2 separate regions of the Mus musculus genome follow, and region 2 is linked to region 1. Evidence: chromatin contacts called from public HiChIP or PLAC-seq data. All regions are on one chromosome and are shown on one strand. Each heading gives the region's core, a stretch centred on a gene start, on an enhancer-like site or on the middle of the called end of the contact. The rest is flanking DNA. Distances are from core to core; before and after follow the strand shown. Region 1 holds the start of Tmc7 (transmembrane channel-like gene family 7). Region 2 overlaps Tmc5 (transmembrane channel-like gene family 5).

What was found. HiChIP or PLAC-seq counts read pairs in DNA pulled down with a chosen protein or histone mark.
Region 2: an H3K27ac HiChIP or PLAC-seq map of microglia shows a contact between it and region 1, with 3 times the contacts expected there. The contact joins the enhancer-like site here to the promoter of Tmc7 in region 1. A contact is called at or near these places in 1 of 39 promoter capture datasets (macrophages), 5 of 484 Hi-C or Micro-C datasets (cerebral cortex, embryonic stem cells, liver and 2 more), 4 of 115 datasets of contacts at active chromatin or transcription factors (embryonic stem cells and microglia) and 4 of 9 other capture datasets (adipose tissue, embryonic stem cells, liver and 1 more).

The regions. Positions count from the first base shown.
Region 1 is chr7:118,582,038-118,586,732 of GRCm38.p6, reverse strand. It overlaps Tmc7 (transmembrane channel-like gene family 7), which reads left to right and starts at 2,047. Exons shown (of 16, transcript NM_172476.4): 1 at 2,047-2,129. The coding sequence starts at 2,066.
Region 2 is chr7:118,634,920-118,639,614 of GRCm38.p6, reverse strand. It overlaps Tmc5 (transmembrane channel-like gene family 5), which reads right to left. Exons shown (of 22, transcript NM_001105252.1): 6 at 1,387-1,486. Among named protein-coding and RNA genes, the nearest start is that of Tmc5, 40 kb to the right of the region's middle. Within about 2 kb of position 1,999, at least 2 of the 459 cell types and tissues checked have an H3K27ac peak or open chromatin away from gene starts, as enhancers often do. A contact at or near this core is called in microglia, where this site is marked.

The sequences.
Region 1 (4,695 bases), core at 798-3,297:
CCCAGCACCCACATGGAAGCTCACAACTGTCTGCAACTCCATTTCTGGGGGACATGATGCCCTCTTCTGGTCTCCACTGGTACCAGGCACACACATGGTGTGCAGACACAAACATCCATAATCATAAATTAAAATTAGCTGGAAATAATGAGATGGAAACGTGGAAGTGGGTTGGAAGATGAAGGAAAGCCATAGGAAATGTTTCTATTTGGGGAGAAACAGCCCAGGCCCTGGAGATGGATTGCAACTCATACAGGAGTAAGCTGGTGCCTGCTGGAACACTCCTCACTACCATTGGGTCATATTCTTTATATTCTAGTTCAGTTTTCTTATTTATTTGTTTTGAGTCAGGTTTTGCTATATAGCCCAGGCTGGACTTGAACTCATAATAGTGCTGCCTCTGTCTCTAGAGCTCTGGAGTTCCAAGCCTGCGTCACCATGGCTGGCAATATTTTTTTAAATTAATGTTAATATCCTGTATTAATCATTCAGTAAGCCAGAGAAACTAAAAGGACAGAAACTATGTAAACAGCCAGAGGTCAGCAGACACTATCTAACTGACATGGGAGGATGAGGGCACAGTGTAGGAAAATTCAGAGGGTGAAGAGCACAGGGAGGGACACTGGGAAGCCAGGTGACCTTCAAACAGACGTGGTGATCCCGCTTGGCTGCTTTCACTGCCACTGCTAATGGTCTCCGGTGCCAGCTGGCGTCTGAGCCTTTTAGTAATTCTCAAAATAGCAGTCTTGCTCTGCCCTGTTGCCACCTGCTCGTCCCTGGTCCTCCTCTGATCCACTTTCTTTTTTTGTGGAGGTTCCTGTGTTGTCCAGGCTGGCCTTGAGTTCTTGGGCTCAATCTTCCCGCTTCAGCCTCCTGAGAAGGTGGGACAGCCACTCCATCCATCAAGTCCCAATTCCTCCTTGTTCCTTCTCCTCCTTCCAGACAGGGTATCACTATGTCGCCGTGGCTGGCCTGGAACTTGCTATGTAGATCAGGCTGGCTCACATTTACAGATCCATCTGTCTCCCAAGTTCTTCTTTTTAACTTTTTATTTATGTGTATGTGTGTTTGCATGAGCATGTACGGTGTGTCAGGTGCCTGTGGAGGTTGGAAGAGAGTTCCCTGGAGTTGGCGTTCAGGGTGGTTGTGGGTGTTGGGGATTGAACCCCAATCCTCTGGAAGAGCAGGAAACGCTCTTAACCAACGAAGCATCTCTAAAATCCCACTTTCTTCTTTAAAAGAATATTTTCCAAATTTCATTTATTCGTATTTCTTTTGTGCCTGTATGCATGCAGGGGACATCTGTGAGAGCCCATCTTCTCCTTCTACCCTATGGATTCTGAGGCTAGAACTCAGGCTGCCAGGCTTGGTGGCAAACACCTTTACCTGCTGATTCATCTTACTGGCCCCATTCATTACTTTAATTTTACGTTTTAGCTGTACATGTATATATATGTATGGGGTGTTGGTGAATGAGAACATTTCTAGGAAGAACATATGTAGCAAATCCCCCACCTGCCCTTCCCTCCGGTAACCATGCAAGTTGACTGCACCCTCTAGACAGCCATCTACACACACATACATTGATATATAGCGTGTAAGGTACACATTGACTGTCTTAGTTATGCATGTGTCACACACATACACACACACACACACGAACCCAAAGGGCAACGTTCCACACTTTCTGTTCCACACTTGCTACCAAGTGACAATTTACAATAGTGGGACTTGTAATCCAAGCACTTGGGAGGTGGAGGCAGGAGATTAGGAGCTCAAGGCCAACCTGGGTCTCAGAGTACCAGAAGAGAGGGAGGGAGAGAAAGAGAAAGGGGAGGGGAGGGGGGAAGAAGAAGGGGAGGGCGCACCGAGAGAGTAGGAAAGGGGAGGGAGGGACCAAGGGGAGGGGAGAAGGAGACTGAGAAAGAAGACTGAGAGGCTCCTGGAGGTAGCCGGTCCCCACCCCGCGCCCGTGGGAACGGCCCCGCCCGCCTCTGTGACGTCATCTGGAACCCGACAAGGCAGGGCCGCCGGCAGGCGGCTGGAGGGTCCTCGCCGAGCCGTGATGAGCGAGGGCAGCGCGGGCGACCCGGGCCACGGGTCCAGCCGGCAGCGGGCCGTACACCCAGGTAGGTCGCGGCGGGACCAGGCGTGCGGGGCGGCAGGGTGGCCGTCCTGGTCCTCCGCGGGGCACCGCTGCGGGGAAAGCGGTGGGCAGCGGATATGCCCGGCTAGGAGGCTCGCCTTGCCTTGCCTACCGAGCTGGAGAGGCAGTCCCCACTTTCCACGCGACGATTCACGGACCCAGGCCAGCCTCTAGATCGCCACGGTATCTTATTCTGTGAAGAGATTGTGACAACCTGCCCGCCCCAGCGGCTGGCCCCTAGATATTCCCTTTAGACCCACTCGAAGCCATTCTGTCTCTGGTCTTTATTGCTGTGTGAATTTTGCCAAGTGACTTGCCCTCTCTGAGCCTCAGATTGACAGAATAACAGTGAAATATTAACAAATGCCCAGCACAGCCCCGATTATAGCGAGGCAATAGTCGATGGCAGCCTACTTAGCACAGGAAAAATTTCTTTTTAGTTGTGTTAAATATACAGTCAAATATACAGCTTCCTGAGATTTTACAGAAATGTGTAAAGACGCCGCCCAGTAGATATAGTAGAGCTGCCAACCCCCTGGAGCAGGCTTCCTTGTACTTTGTATTTACTTTGTTTCTGTCTTGAGCCAGAACTAACAAAAGTTATCTGCAGTATGAGTTTCAGTGAGATTGGATCTACGAAGGCAAAGCTCAGAGAGAGGGCATTGGGCTCTTCAGCCTCCAGAAGAAAGACCCAGTCCTGGGACAAAGCTCTGGAAGCAGGGAAAAAAAAATCAGGCGAAGCTCTATGATAGGGTTTTCCCCTTTCTTGCTCAGCTCCAGCTCTGCTGATGTCAGCTTGTTTCAGCCCTTTGGTAACAGCAAGGGGCCTGGAATCCCACAGTGAGGGGCTGGGGGCGTGGCACCTGTAGCGTTTTTCCAGCCACCCCAGGGTCCCATGCAGCACTGTGAAAGCCCAATATCTTTCTGGGTGGCTCCCATGGTTCTTCCTCTTGTTCCAGCATGCTCGGTCTCACTTTGGGTCTTTGCTGAGAGTTGAAGGGCCACTCTAAGCAACCCCTGGACCTCTATAAACTGAGCCATCTCTCCAACCCCCTTGGTTATCTGCAAGGTTTTGTTTGTTTTGAAATTCCCGGGCTAGGTCTTAGAGCCTCACACAGCAGGACAAGAGCTCTCCCTCAGAACTACATTCCCCAGTTCTTTTTACTTTTTAAAGTTGTTTTGGTTTTTTTTTTTTTTTTTTTTTTTGGTTTGGTTTTGTTTTTGTTTTTTGGAGACTAACCCTCTGCAATTTGGGCCAGCCTTGGAGTCCTGCCTCTGCCTCCTGATGCTGGCCAGGCTGGCCTTCACCTCATGACTTGACCTCTCTGGGTGTCCTGGAACACAGGTGCATAGTGTCTGCCCTACACAGATGCTGTTTTCTGACTTCCTAATCTAGCAGCATGAGGTAGGACCTCTTTGGAAATGGACCCCACAGCAGCACTCCGAAGCAGCACACTGTAGCCGAGCAACAGTCCTGTGCTAGACCATGGTGTGCGCATTCAGGAGTGAACCCTCTGGGGTCTCTGCTTCCTGAGTCTGTCACTGTAAGGCTGTAGTCAAGGGGAACCTGGCTTTGCAGTCGCCTGCATCTTTGACTGGCCCTGGAGGGTCCTTCCCACCATGGCTTGATCAACCGGCCTACTCTGCCTTCTCAGGCTGGTTTTGACTTCCCCTCAACATGGCTCATATCCTCCCCAGAGCAGATGACTCCAAGAGAGCAGGCTGGAAGCTATTGTGTTCTGGGGTTCAGTCTTGAAGTCCGTGCCAGATTTCTGCAGCAGCTTCTTGGTCATCGTGGGTCACTTTGCCCAGTGTGAGCACCCAGACATTGGGAGTGTAGCTCTCTGGGGCCATTTTGGGGCCAGTGTTAAGAAAATTTAAGTGTTGACATTTATGGCTGTACTTTCTTGTGCTACGGGGCTCCTGGAAGGTGGCCCCAGTGTCTGACACACTCTGATGATAGTGTTTGCATGGAAGTCCCTCTCCACTGGTTCCTGTTTTAATGCCCGTTCCTCCCAGGCCCACCTGATGGACACTCCAGCCTGTCCATCCACCTTGGGGACCATAACCTTCCTTATAAGGTACATACATCTCTTCCTTCAGTGTCACTTCTTCCCAGAAGCCCTCTTTGATTGCCTCTTCCAGGCTGGACTCTGTCCCCTCCATGTACTCTCCTGAGGGGGAGGGATTCTCCCCCCCCCCCCAATAGTTTGTTTTGCAGCTCAGGCTTTCTCTGGGATTCACCGAGTAGCCCAGGCTGAGCTTGAACTCATGGTCTTCCTGCCTGTGCTCCCCGAGTACTGGCATGGCAGGTGTGTCCTTGCACATCTTGCTGATTCCTCCTTTCCTGTGTGTGTGCAGCCCTGGAGTAGAACTCCAGTCCTCACACGGGCTAAGCAGGCACTTGATCCCTGAGCCTCTCCCCCTTAGCCCGGCTTTGGGGACAAATGCGCTTGGCTCAACCCTGTTTCTCAGAGCTGGATTCATGCAAGTTTATGCAAATCACCTTTCTTGAGGCTTCATCTCCACATTTATAAGGAGATTCTGAC
Region 2 (4,695 bases), core at 750-3,249, 53 kb before region 1:
TTAGAGTGGTTTGAAATTTAAAGAAGTTTTTAGACTGTAGACTGTCCCCACACGCCCCTCACAGGTTCCCCTGTTCACTTTCCACGGTAGGTGTGGCAGCTTGTCTGAGATGTCCCCCAGAGTTTGGGGAAAGGGGCACTGGAACATTGGATTCCCAGTTAGCAGCACTCTTTGGGAAGTGTGACTCTCTGAACATTACTGTGGGTGGGCTCTGAGGTCTCAAAGACTCAGGCCATTCGCAGTTTTCTCTCTCTGCTTGTGGTTCAAGAGTGAGCTGTCAGCTACAGCTCCATCACCATGCCTGCTCTCTACCATGGTGGACTCTAATGCTCTAGAACCTTAATCTCAATAAAGTCTTCTACAAGTAGCCTTGGTCCTGGTGTTTTGTCACACCAGTAGAAAAGTAACTAACACGGTCGAATTGTCCAAGCAAAGCTAGCATGCATTCCTGATGCTTACCCCAGAGACTCCCACATTCTCACCCAGCCTTTCCCAGGCTGCACACATTGCATCTGCTCTCCTGCCTCTTTAGAATCCTCTACTTCGTGTCAGGGTCTCAGACTTTCCTTGCATTTGATGACCTGAAGATGTGTGAGTCAGAGATTTTGGAGGATTTGACAAATGCATCTTTCTAGTTAGACTGGCATCTGGGCTTTAGAAAAGAGGACCACTGAACATGTCCTATCTCTGAAGAAACTAATTCAAGCGAGTACCTGGCCTGGACAGTAGTAACTATCCAGGACCTCACTGGAGACTTGCTTTTCTCAGAGAATCCTCTTTGGAAGCAGTCATACACCAGGGTACCCAGGCACTCTAGGGAGACAGATCAAGCCCCAGCCCTTAGCACTCAGAAAGTGGAGGCAAGAGGATCAGGAGTTCAAGATAATCTTTGGTTATATAGCAAGTTCAAGGGCAGTCTGGATCATGTAAGAGCCTGCATCATTAAGAATCAAAAACTTGTTGTGATACGCACCTTTATTTCAGCACTCAGAAGGCTGATGCAGGAGAAGCCTGAATTTGAGGACAGCTCAAGCTACATAAAAAATGCCTGTGGGGAGGGGTGGAGGAGAGTTGGGGCGGGGGGGGGGGGCGTTCCACCCTGTAAAGGTTTTCCTTGCAGAAGAACTGTCTCCTGCATTATCTGTTTCTTATCTTTTTTTTTTTTTTTTTTTTTTTTTTTTTCCGAGACAGGGTTTCTCTGTGTAGCCCTGGCTGTCCTGGAACTCATTCTGTAGTCCAGGCTGGCCTTGAACTCAGAAATCTGCCTGCCTCTGCCTCCCAAGTGCTGGGATTAAAGGCATGCACCACCACTGCCCGGTCTCTTATCTTTTTGAGATGGAACAAATCCAGTAGACTGAGGTTCCCATGTGAGAGCATTGGCCATACCTAAGCTCTCTCTTCTCTTGCATGGTCCTTGGCTGGTTCCTGATGGTTTTGATTCTGTCTCTAGTTGTCATGGGAATCAGGGATGCAATTAGTTTCTGTCCTGCAGAAGAAAAGGATCAGAGTTCTGTTTCTTTTTTTCTTTTCTTTTTTTTTTTATAATTTAATTACATTTACTCTTTTTTTTCTCTTATTTTTTTATTACGTATTTTCCTCAATTACATTTCCAATGCTATCCCAAAAGTCTCCCACACCCTCCCCCCTCTTTTTTTTTTCTTTAATTCAGTCTTAACATTTTAAGAAATGACACTGGAGTGAGACTTGGCAGTGTTTGCCTCTAATCCCACAACTGGAAACCAGAGGTAGGAAGATAACAAGGTCAAAGCTAGCCTGAGCTACATAATCTGTTCAAGACCAATCAGGGTATGGTGGTCTGTGTGACATGTTCCCCATAGTTTTAGGCATTTGAATGTCTGTTTTTCAGCTTATGGTACTGTATGAGGGAGGTTTAGGAGGTGTGGCCTTGTTGGAGGAAGTGCACCACGGGGGCGGGCAGGGAGAGGGCTTTGAGAGCTTAAAGACTTAAACTAGTCTCAGGTAGCTCTCTCTACTTCTGCTCTCAGTTCAGGCTATGAGTCAGGCTTCCTGTTCTGTTGCCACGACTGCTACTTACTGCCATGCGTCTCCACTACAGCTGGCTCTCCTTCCTTCCTTCCTTCCTTCCTTCCTTCCTTCCTTCCTTCCTTCCTTCCTTCCTTTCCATCTTTCTTTCTTTCTTTCTTTCTTTCTTTCTTTCTTTCTTTCTTTCTTTCTTTCTTTCTTTCTTACTAAGATTTATTTATTTACTTTATGTATTTCAGTACACTGTAGCTGTACAGATGGTTGTGAGCCTTCGTGTGGTTTTGGGAATTGAATTTTAGGACTTCTGCTTGCTCTGGTCAACTCTGCTTGCTCAGTCCCGGCTCCCTCCGGCCCAAAGATTTATTTATTATTATACATAAGTACACTGTAGCTGTCTTCAAATGCACCAGAAGAGGGTGTCAGATCTCATTACGGGTGGTTGTGAGCCACCATGTGGTTGCTGGGATTTGAACTCAGGACCTTCGGAAGAGGAACCAGTGCTCTGGTAGGCTGAGTCATCTCACCACTACAGCTAACTCTTAACCTGTTGGAACCACAAGGCCAAATAAATGCCCCCTGTTAGTTGTCCTGGTCACAGTGTTTACCACAGCAATAGAAGAGTAACTAGTATACTGGGTTACCTTGTGAGGTCCTGTCTCATCCACGTCCCTCATAAATATGTCAGTCAATCAATCAATCAGTCATAGTATTGAACTAGACTGTTCAATACTATGTTTTATTTTGAGACAGATGCTTGTCCTGGAACTGATGGTTCTGTTCTCTGTTTCCCAGTGCTGAACAATGAACACTCTGCACCATAGAGACTGGCACGGGAGATAATATAGACCCGGGGAATGCAAAGATCGCAAATGGGGTCTGTTGAGGTGGCACAGACCTTTCATTCCAGTACTCCTGCAGAGGCAGGTAGATGGATCTCTGTAAGTTCAAAGCCATCCTGGTCTACAGAATGAGTTCCAGATCAGCCAGAGCTACATAGTGGGGCCCTGTCTCAAAAAGCAAAATCACAAATGGAAGTGACCAGAGACAAGTGTGTTTGTGTGTGTGTGTGAGTGTGTGTGTGTGTATGCGTGCTCAAAATCAAAGCTAACATTTAGACTATTCTAATCCAATACTTCTGTATTTCCCGAGTCAAACAAAGAAACAAACAACAAGAGCAAAAGCAAAGCAAAACTATTACTGAACAAAGCAACAGATCTTGCCCACCTGTGTCTCTCTGAACTCCAGGCAATTGGAGTGCTTAATTAATTAATTTTATTTATGTGAGTGCACTGTAGTTGTACAAATGGTAGTGAGCCATCATGTAGTTGGGAATTGAATTTTAGGACCTCTGCTCACTCCTGTAGGCCCCGCTTGCTCCAGCCCAAAGATTTACTTATTATTATACATAAGTACACTGTAGCTGATTTCAGACGCACCAGAAGAGGGCGTCAGATCTCATTACTGGTGGTTGTGAGCCACCATGTGTTGCTGGGATTTGAACTCAGGACCTTCAGAAGAGCAGTCAGTGTTCTTACCCGCTGAGCCATCTCACCAGCCCCGTCACAGCTTTCTTAATTCTCCCTTCTCTTCCGACTCATAGTCATTCTTCAGCCTCCAAGTCATCCCCTCCTATTAACTATGAACTCCAACGGAGTCCAGGTTACCCCGGCTCCCTACCTCCACTTCCCTAACAAGGCCTGAGCATCTTCTACAAACACCATCTCCAGGCATACGGGACAGGTCCCAGTGAGTCTAAGCCAATCCAGTGGCCTTATCCTCTTTGCTGGGGACTTAGACAGAGACATGTGACATACTATTGGTCAGAACGTTTCTTGGAAAAGGGTTTCTTCTCTCTACACAAATGGGGGAAAGCAAAAGATTGTGTTTCTTCCTCTGGATAGTGTGGGTCTAGGTGTAACCTCCGAGCTGCTGTGACCATCTGCTAACGTGAGTGGGACTGGCTTGCAGGATGCTCTGCCAAGGGGCAGGTGTGGGCTGCTCCTCAGGCTCAGACTCAACATGGAACCAGAAAGCCTCAGAGGAAGCTCCGGGTTCACTGAGGTGGAAGGGGGTCCCGTTAAGGAAAGTAACTCACTTTGCTGAAACTGAGGAGTTTTTGTTTCCCTGTTTAGGATAAGCAAAGGAGAGGGAAGGGGAGGTAAGCTGAGGAAAGGAAAGGAGAGGAGAGGAGAGGAGGGGAGGGGAAGGGAGGGGAGGGGAGGGGAGGGGAAGGGAGGGGAGGGGAAGGCCATTACAGAGTGGCTTCGGAGAGGCACACAGTCTAAGCTAGTAAAGGATTAGGTGCATTTTCCCCTTCTAGAATTTTCTGTCACATGCTAGATTTTATACCTAGAATAAAAAAATGTATATTAATAGAATTTCTTAGACAAGACCTCATGCAGCTCAGACTGGACTCAACCTCTACACACAGTTGAGTATGACCTGAACCCCCTGACACTCCTCCTTTCACCTCATGAATGCCGTGACCACAGACACATACCACCATGCCTTGTGTATGTGGTGCTGGGGATGGAGCCCAGAGGGTTGTTTTAAATGCTAGGCAAACACCTTACCATCTGAGCCACAGGCCCAGGCTCTTACATCTGAAGTATCATGGGGTAAAACAGAAATAGCATTTCTGTTGGCCTCAGGAGCTCAGAGGCTGGAGGGTCTCTAAGACTTTCGTCCCAG